2 separate regions of the Mus musculus genome follow, and region 2 is linked to region 1. A link is a contact called in public HiChIP or PLAC-seq data. All regions are on one chromosome and are shown on one strand. The core of a region is the stretch at or near the end of the contact, and the rest is flanking DNA. Distances in the headings are between cores, read along the strand shown.

Region 1 (3,756 bases), core at 858-3,357:
TACTTTACATATGATATTATCTACTATAAATATAGGGATAAGCATCAGTAATACATTTGTTTTTGTGTATTTGCCTGTGTGAATTTATGGACACAATATAAGTACAGGAACCTGCAGAGGCCAGAAGAGAGTGACAGATCACAAGAAACTGGAGTTATAGGCAGTTTTAAGCCAACATGTGGGTTCTGAGAACTGAACCCAGATTTTCTGCAAGAGCAGTAAGTGTTCTTAACTGCTGCTGAGCCCTCTTTCCAGCTCCCAATAAAACATTTAAAAAAAAAAAAAAAAAAAAAAAGGTTGAGCAGTTGTGGTGTAGGCTTTAGTTAATCCAGCTCTGGGGAGACAGAGGCAGTGGAAATGAGGCTTGGTCTACAAAGTCAGCTCCAAAGCAGCCAGGGCTACAGAGAAACCTGCTTCGAAAACAAACCTACAGCATTTTGTAATAAAGCTAATATTGAGTCATTTTTATGTTTTAGTAATCCATATGCTCAAATAGACTATAACATTGGTAACAGATGAGAGGGAGTCTGTTTTATTTGTCTATCTATCTTTTGAATTATTCTTAAGCACATTTCATAAAGGGGTACATAGTATTGCTAACTGTTAGTAACATATTGCCAATTGTTTATGTAACCAAATATACCAGAGAGAAATTACTGTATATTTTCCCTACCTGCTGGTGGCCAGGCCTTGATGTAGCCTGTGCAGTGGACTACCACAAAGTGAGGTTCTCCTTCCTTCACAGAGCCAAGCCCATTCCTAGAAAAGGTATAGGAATCCGGGGTGAAATTCTACAAAGGAAACCTGTGTTTTAAAAGCATTTATTTATTTATTTATTTATTTATTTATCCATTTATTACTGGTACGTGTGTGGATGCTGCACCAGCCCTTGTTGAAATAAAACACACAAGAAAAATAGGTAACATAGTAAGCAACTTCCTTGAACAAGAGAAGCTTTTAAAGTTCAGAAACAATACAGGCAGGGTGGTGCATGCCTTTGATCCCAGCACTCAAGATCTCTGAGTTCAAGACCAGCCTGGTCTACAGATTAAGTTTCAGGACAGCCAGGGCTACACAGAGAAACCCTGTCACAGAAAAACCAATCAGTCAATCAATTGATGGATGGATTGATCTATTCAGTAAGTTCAGAAACACATTGTGAGACGGTAAGTGACCGTGAGGTAAAAGAAGGTGAGAGCCAGTAGAGAAGGTAAAAATCCCATCTCTTGATCTCCACTGCCTAAGATCTTACCTGCATCTGTTCCTCAAAAAGCTCAGTCTATTCATGGAAACAGGGTCCACGGAGCTAGTACCACACCTGTCAACAAACAGAAGATGCAAATTGCTGGGCTATGGGAAACAGTAACAACAGAATAAGAAGATCCAACTACACACTGAAAACTAGTAAGTAACAAGAAAAGTCAGGCTGAGATGGAAAAACCTTCTATTATTTTGTTTGCTTGTTGTTTTGTTTAATTTGAGGCAGCACCTTCAGGCTTAGGCTGGTTTGAAACTTTCTATGTGGCCAGGGAAGACCTTGAACTTCTGACCCTTTGATCAACAGCACCTGAGTGATGGCACTACAGGCAGGTATCAACATACCAGTCGGTGTTAGGTATTGAACCCATGACTCCATGCATTTTAGACAAGCACTCTACCAACCAAGCCATATTATATTCCCGACCCTGGCTGATTGTGTGTCTGTCTGTCTGTCTGTCTGTCTGTCTGTCTGTCTGTCTGTCTGTCGGTCTCTCTCTCTGTCTCTGTCTCTGTGCATGCCCTATGTAGGTTCCAGTAATCAACCGTGTATTATCAGGCTTTCTGCCAAGTTTCCTTACACTAAGCTATCTATCTCTGGTTTCCAACCCAGACCACTTTTTGAAACAGGATCTCATACAACACAGAATGAACACAAACTGTCTGCTTGCCTTTAAGTCCCAAGTAATGAGATATAGAAAGTACCACCAGGCCAACAGAGTTAGTAGATTACTTAAAAACTGAGTATTGAGCTGTTTCTGTGCTTGCCAGGCGAGCCTCTGGCCTCCGAGCAGTAAGTCCTCCTTTTATGTTTTATTTCCCTAACTTTGGACTGGAGCTCACCAAGTTGCCCACACTGGCCTTGATCTTGATTGAGATCCTCTTTCCTTAGCCTCAAGAGGAGCAAAGATGAAAGGTTTGGACTCCTTTAAAACTTTTAATTGGCCTAAAACTCCAACTAAAACAATTGCATACACTCTTCAAATGCCATCTTTTTACATCAGGAGTTGGTGACTGTTTTACTGTTTTCTGTGAATGACTAGACAGTAAGTGGTTTTAGTCTGATGGTCACACAGTCTTTTAACTAGACAATTCTGAGCAATCAAGCATAAAAGCAGCCAAAGATGACAAGTGTTCACACAGGAAGAGCTATGGTGCAATGAAGCTTTAGTCACAAATAAGAACTTCTGTTCTCTGACTTCTGCTCTAAGCATATCATCTCTGTGTGCTATATTTCATTATTATTCACCTTACTCCAGGCTTACCATGTCCACAAGATACGCCCTCCAATCCTACTTCTATTCTTTCTCTATTTTTTTTTTTTTTTTAGAGATAAGGTCTTACTATGTAGTTCATTCTAGCCTGGAATTCATGATCTTCCTACCTTAGCCTCCAAGGTTCTGGGATTACAGGCATGCACCACCAAATCTAGATTGATTGTTTGAGACAAGGTTTCACTATATAGCCCAGGAGATCCAGAACTTGCTATATAGGCCATACTGGCCTTGTAGGAATCCTCCTGCCTCAACGTTCTTTTTAAAGTATTTTCATACTATCAATCGAGCTAATCCTGATAACAATGTTTTACGTTTGACAGTCTCACCTCCAATAGTGGATGATGACATCAAAGCAACACAAGTCTTATAGTATCAAATTAGAATTCAAATCCAGGGAATACTATGGATTCAAACAACTTACTTGGGAGGCAGTCAGACAGGTCTCTGTGATTTCAAGGTCAGCCTGTCCTACATAGCCAATTCTAGAACAGCCAGGGGTACACAGTGAGACCCCATCCCTAAACAAATACCAACATTCAGTCAACTACAGTGATATACCTTCTGTAGACCCAAGCTACTTAGGAAACTCAAATGGAGGATAACTTGAGCCGAGGATCTTTAAATGAGCCTGGACAACATAATAAGACCCCACCCCCTCAAAATAAACCAGAGTAGCCTGATTCCAGCGGCTCCTCTAAACTATTAAACTATGGAATAGTCAATTTTGTACCTCTGCCAGAAACTCTTTTTTTTTTTTTTTTTTTTTAACGTAGCCAGGGAGATTGGCCATCAGGTAAAGGTGCTTGTGACAAGCCTCATGACCTAAATTTGATTACCTCAACCCACAGTGTTGTAGGAAAGAACCAACAACTTGCACCCCAAACACCACACACGAGTCCACATCCACATATATCATGCACACATAATTTTTTTTAATCTGAAAAACAAAACAAACAAAAACCGCCTATAATCTCAGCACTTGGATGATGAAGCAGGTCAGTCTTGAGTTTTAAGTCTGAATACACATCAATGGTGGAGTTCTGCTGCTATGAACTAAAACAAGATTCTCTATCAGTCTCGTGATCTCGAGAACCTAATGCTTCACTCACATATGCCGGCCTCTGCCTCCTGAGCACTATGATTTAAGACAAGCAATGTCACACTCGGTTTGTCTATTGTTTTTACTTTATATGCATTGGTGTTTTGCCTGCATGTATGTCAG
Region 2 (3,756 bases), core at 561-3,060, 170 kb before region 1:
AAGGGGGGAGACTCCCATCTTTTTTGTGTGTGCATGTGTGCGCATGCTTGCTTGTGTGTGTGTGTGTGTGTGTGTAAGGGTGTTTTGTCTGGATGCATGTCTGGAAGTGTGTGCTTCAGCAGCTAGAAAAGGAGATTGGGTCCCCTGGGACTGGAGTCACAGACCTGAGCAGTCACGTGGGTGCTGGGATTGAATCCGGATCCTCTAGCAGGACAGTCAGTCTTTTAACCAGGAAGCCATTTCCCAAGCCCTAGAAGTCCCACCTGATGCTGTGGTAGGCCTTGAGGAAGTAGGAGGAGAGGCCTTGTCACTGAGGCACAGAGGTGAGGCCAGGCTCTCCCTCCACTAGCAGCTCCAGAATTCTCACTAGGAAACTCCAGGGGGCGTTTGGCAATGGTAGTGTTTGTGGGTCTTTCTTCTTGATACAGGCTCTTGTCCTGTAGCCCTGGCTGGCTTGGTACTATGTAGCCCAAGCTAACCTCAAACTGGGTGGTCCTCCTGCCTCTGCCTCTTGGGTTCTGGGGTTACAGGTGTGAGCCGTCATGCTTGGCTAGCGATGTTAGTAAACACCTTGAAAGGCAGCCCTCAGAGCAAAAGTTATGTTGCTCAAAACTCTGCCGAACCTCACCTCAGCTGGGCTAATAAAGCTGCTGGCCTAGGTGGTTTCTTTCTTTCCTCTTTTTTTTTTTTTTTTTTTTTTTTGAGATAGAGCTTCATGACATAGCCCAAACTTGTGATCCTCCTGCCTCAGCATTTTGAGAGTATATAGTTTGGTTCTAACAAAAGTAGTCAACATTGGAGCCTGGGGTACAGGTTGTGATCCAGTGAGGACCCCCTGGAATCAGTTCCCAGCACAGAATAATCTATCCAGAGTTCACCTTTGCCTTGAATCAGTTCGTTGGAGCGGGTACTATGGTGGACACTTGTGATTCCAAGAGCCCAGAGGCTGAGTGAGGCTGAGGCAGGAACCCAGTTTCGAAACCAGGGCAGTATAGCAAGACCGTGTCTCAAAAAACAAAACAAAACTAGCTATATCAGTCAGTCGGGGATAGAGAGAGCACTCAGTGGTCGAGAACTTTCCACTCTTTCCAGGGGATTTGAGTTTGGTTCCCAGCACCAAGGTTGGGTGTTTCCCCGCCACCTGCAACTCAAGGTCACAGGGGCTGACGTCGTCCTCTGGCCTTCAAGGGCACCCGGACTCAAGTGCGTCTGCCTCAGTCCAGCCACAGATACAAAAAGTCATCTGTCTTGGTGAAAGACTCAGGATTTAGGAGAAGCTACGTGACAGAGGCCATGAAGCCACGAAAATGGGTTTCTCAACCTTGTTTACATCACTTGTCTTGACTGAACAGAGCCCGGGAGCTCTAAGGACCCACTAGTTCCCAAATTCTCAAAACCTGCACTTGTATTCTTTTTTTCTCTTGTTTTATTTTATCTGAGCTAGAGTCTCCATAGTTCAGGGTGGCCTAGAACTCACTATATAGCTAAACTTCAGCCGCCTCCACCTTCTGAGTGATGAAACTATAGTCATGTGACATCACCTCCAGTGTGGTGCAGGAACCTAAACCTAGGGCTTTTTGTGTGACTGACAGAGCTGTGAGCCCAGCACACCCTCTCTGTGGTCTTGGGGATCAAGCCTAAGGATTCTCGGATGTCAGACAAGCACTGTGTCACCAAGCTATGGTATTTCCACCTCTCCTGCCTTCTCTGCTCTCCTCTCCTTCCCTTCCCTGGCCTCTTCCCAGATTGCACTGTGCTGCCCGGGCAGAACTTAGACGCCTGGGCTCAAATCATTCCCCTGCCTCCAGCTTCTAAGTAACTGGGCTTCCAGGCATGTTCTGCCACACCCATCCTGGGTATTTCTTGTACTTTAGGGCCAATAGAAGAGGAAGTGATGCAGAAATCCAATAGAGGAAGCTGGGGAATGACTCAGACTTTCCTAAGCATAAAAAGCATTTTGAAATGACCTTCAATGTCAAAGCAAGACTCATGACAACTGAAGGATGCCAGGACTTTCCTTTGTGAGGATGAGTTAGGATTCACATGGGGTAGCTTTAGTCACAGTACACTGTCCCTGCCAAAAAAAACCAAAAAACAAAAAAACCAAACCCTCCCTCATAGGTCTGTTGATGTTTGAATCTCAGACTCTCCCCCTCCCTCTCTCTCCGGGGTTTTATGTAGCTCCATTTGCTTCAGACGCCCCAGAGCTGTAGCCAAAGACAGCTGAGAACCCTTGAGCTTCGCGCTTACACCTCCACAGTGCAGGACCACAGCCCACTCTGGTGTTTGAAATCCTGTTAGTTGAATTTTGGTTCTAGTTAAAAACAAGCATAGGTCAAAACAGCTCAGGGTAAGTCACTTCCCTCCAAGCTTGAAGATCTGAGTTCCATCTCTGGGACTCCCATGGTGGAGGCAGAGAACTGACTTCCCAAAGCTGTCCTCTGTTCATGTACACACAACTGTGCATGCTTGCCCCATGCACACACCCCACAAATGTAATAAATTTTTCTTGTTTTCTTTCTGGCCCAAAGATTTATTTATTATTATACATAAGTACACTGTAGCTGACTCCAGATGCACCAGAAGAGGGTGTCAGATCTCATTAGGGGTGGTTGTGAGTCACCATGTGGTTGCTGGGATTTGAACTCAGGACCTTCTGAAGAGCAGTCTTCTCGCCATCTCGCCAGCCCTATTTTATTATTATTATTTTGGGACTGGAGAGGTGGCTCAGCAGTTAAGAGTACTTCCAGCGGGCACAATTCCAGTCCCCAGCACCTCTCTCAGGTTAACTCAGATCAGCCTGGCCCTGGCCCTCTTCCAGCTTCTGCACTTCCCTGTCCCTATCCCCACCCCCACCCCGGCCCCCCAGACAAATACTTGAAGATGAACAATAATTTTAATGTAGTTTTGAAAACACTACTGCATGCTGTCTAGCGATGCACTGACGTGACCCTCCCAGCACTTAGGGGGCTGAAGTGGGAGGACAGGTAAGTTCCAGGCTAGCCTGAGCTGATGTTGAGATTGTTTCTAACACAAGAAAGGACTGAGTGTGTGATCCAAGGAGGAAATCCAGGGATGATCTGAGAAAACTTGATGTTATGGAATTCTATTCAGTCTTTCCTATCTGAACCTTCTGACAGATTTAATAAGGTGTCACAGAGGCTATGGATCTAGCTTGGGCAGATGCTTGCCTAGCAGGCACAGACCCTGTGTTTGTGCCCACCCCACCCCACCCCCAGTACCATTCACACGGGGTATGGTGGTACACACCATAATCCTAGCCCTTGGGAAGTAGAGGCAGGTGGACCAGGAGTTTAAGGTCATCCTTGGCTACAAAGTGAGTTCTAGGCTACACTAGGATACATGAGTTCCTGCCTCAAAAGAAAAAACAGTCCATTTTTTTCTTTTTAATATACGATTAATGTATTTGTTACTCAAACAAGAGGCTCATTATGGGATTTTCATATATGTACATTGTTTTTGTTGTTTTGTTTTGTTTTGTTTTGTTTTGTTTTGTTTTGTTTTGTTTTGTTGAGACAGGGTTTCTCTGTGTAGCCCTGGCTGTCCTGGAACTCACTCTGTAGACCAGGCTGGCCTCGAACTCAGAAATCCGCCTGCTTCTGCCTCCCAAGTGCTGGGCATTTATGTATATTACACATGTATTTTGCACATATTCCCTCCCCTACTGACCCTTTTCCTCTTCTAAAATAGTCCCCTTCTACTTTCAAGTCGAATATGTATGTGCAGTCTAGATTT

Evidence for each region. HiChIP or PLAC-seq counts read pairs in DNA pulled down with a chosen protein or histone mark.
Region 2: an H3K4me3 HiChIP or PLAC-seq map of bone marrow-derived macrophages shows a contact between it and region 1, with 2.5 times the contacts expected there. The contact joins two enhancer-like sites. A contact is called at or near these places in 4 of 115 datasets of contacts at active chromatin or transcription factors (the HPC-7 cell line, bone marrow-derived macrophages and embryonic stem cells) and 2 of 9 other capture datasets (adipose tissue and pancreatic islet).

Annotation. Positions count from the first base shown.
Region 1 is chr3:95,477,757-95,481,512 of GRCm38.p6, reverse strand. Arnt (aryl hydrocarbon receptor nuclear translocator) reads right to left here. Exons shown (of 22, transcript NM_001037737.2): 9 at 1,253-1,318; 10 at 674-759. Among named protein-coding and RNA genes, the nearest start is that of Ctsk, 20 kb to the left of the region's middle. Within about 2 kb of position 2,107, at least 4 of the 459 cell types and tissues checked have an H3K27ac peak or open chromatin away from gene starts, as enhancers often do. A contact at or near this core is called in bone marrow-derived macrophages, where this site is marked.
Region 2 is chr3:95,648,960-95,652,715 of GRCm38.p6, reverse strand. No RefSeq gene overlaps it. Among named protein-coding and RNA genes, the nearest start is that of Mcl1, 7.9 kb to the left of the region's middle. RefSeq lists a cis regulatory region at 1-3,756. Within about 2 kb of position 1,810, at least 209 of the 459 cell types and tissues checked have an H3K27ac peak or open chromatin away from gene starts, as enhancers often do. A contact at or near this core is called in bone marrow-derived macrophages, where this site is marked.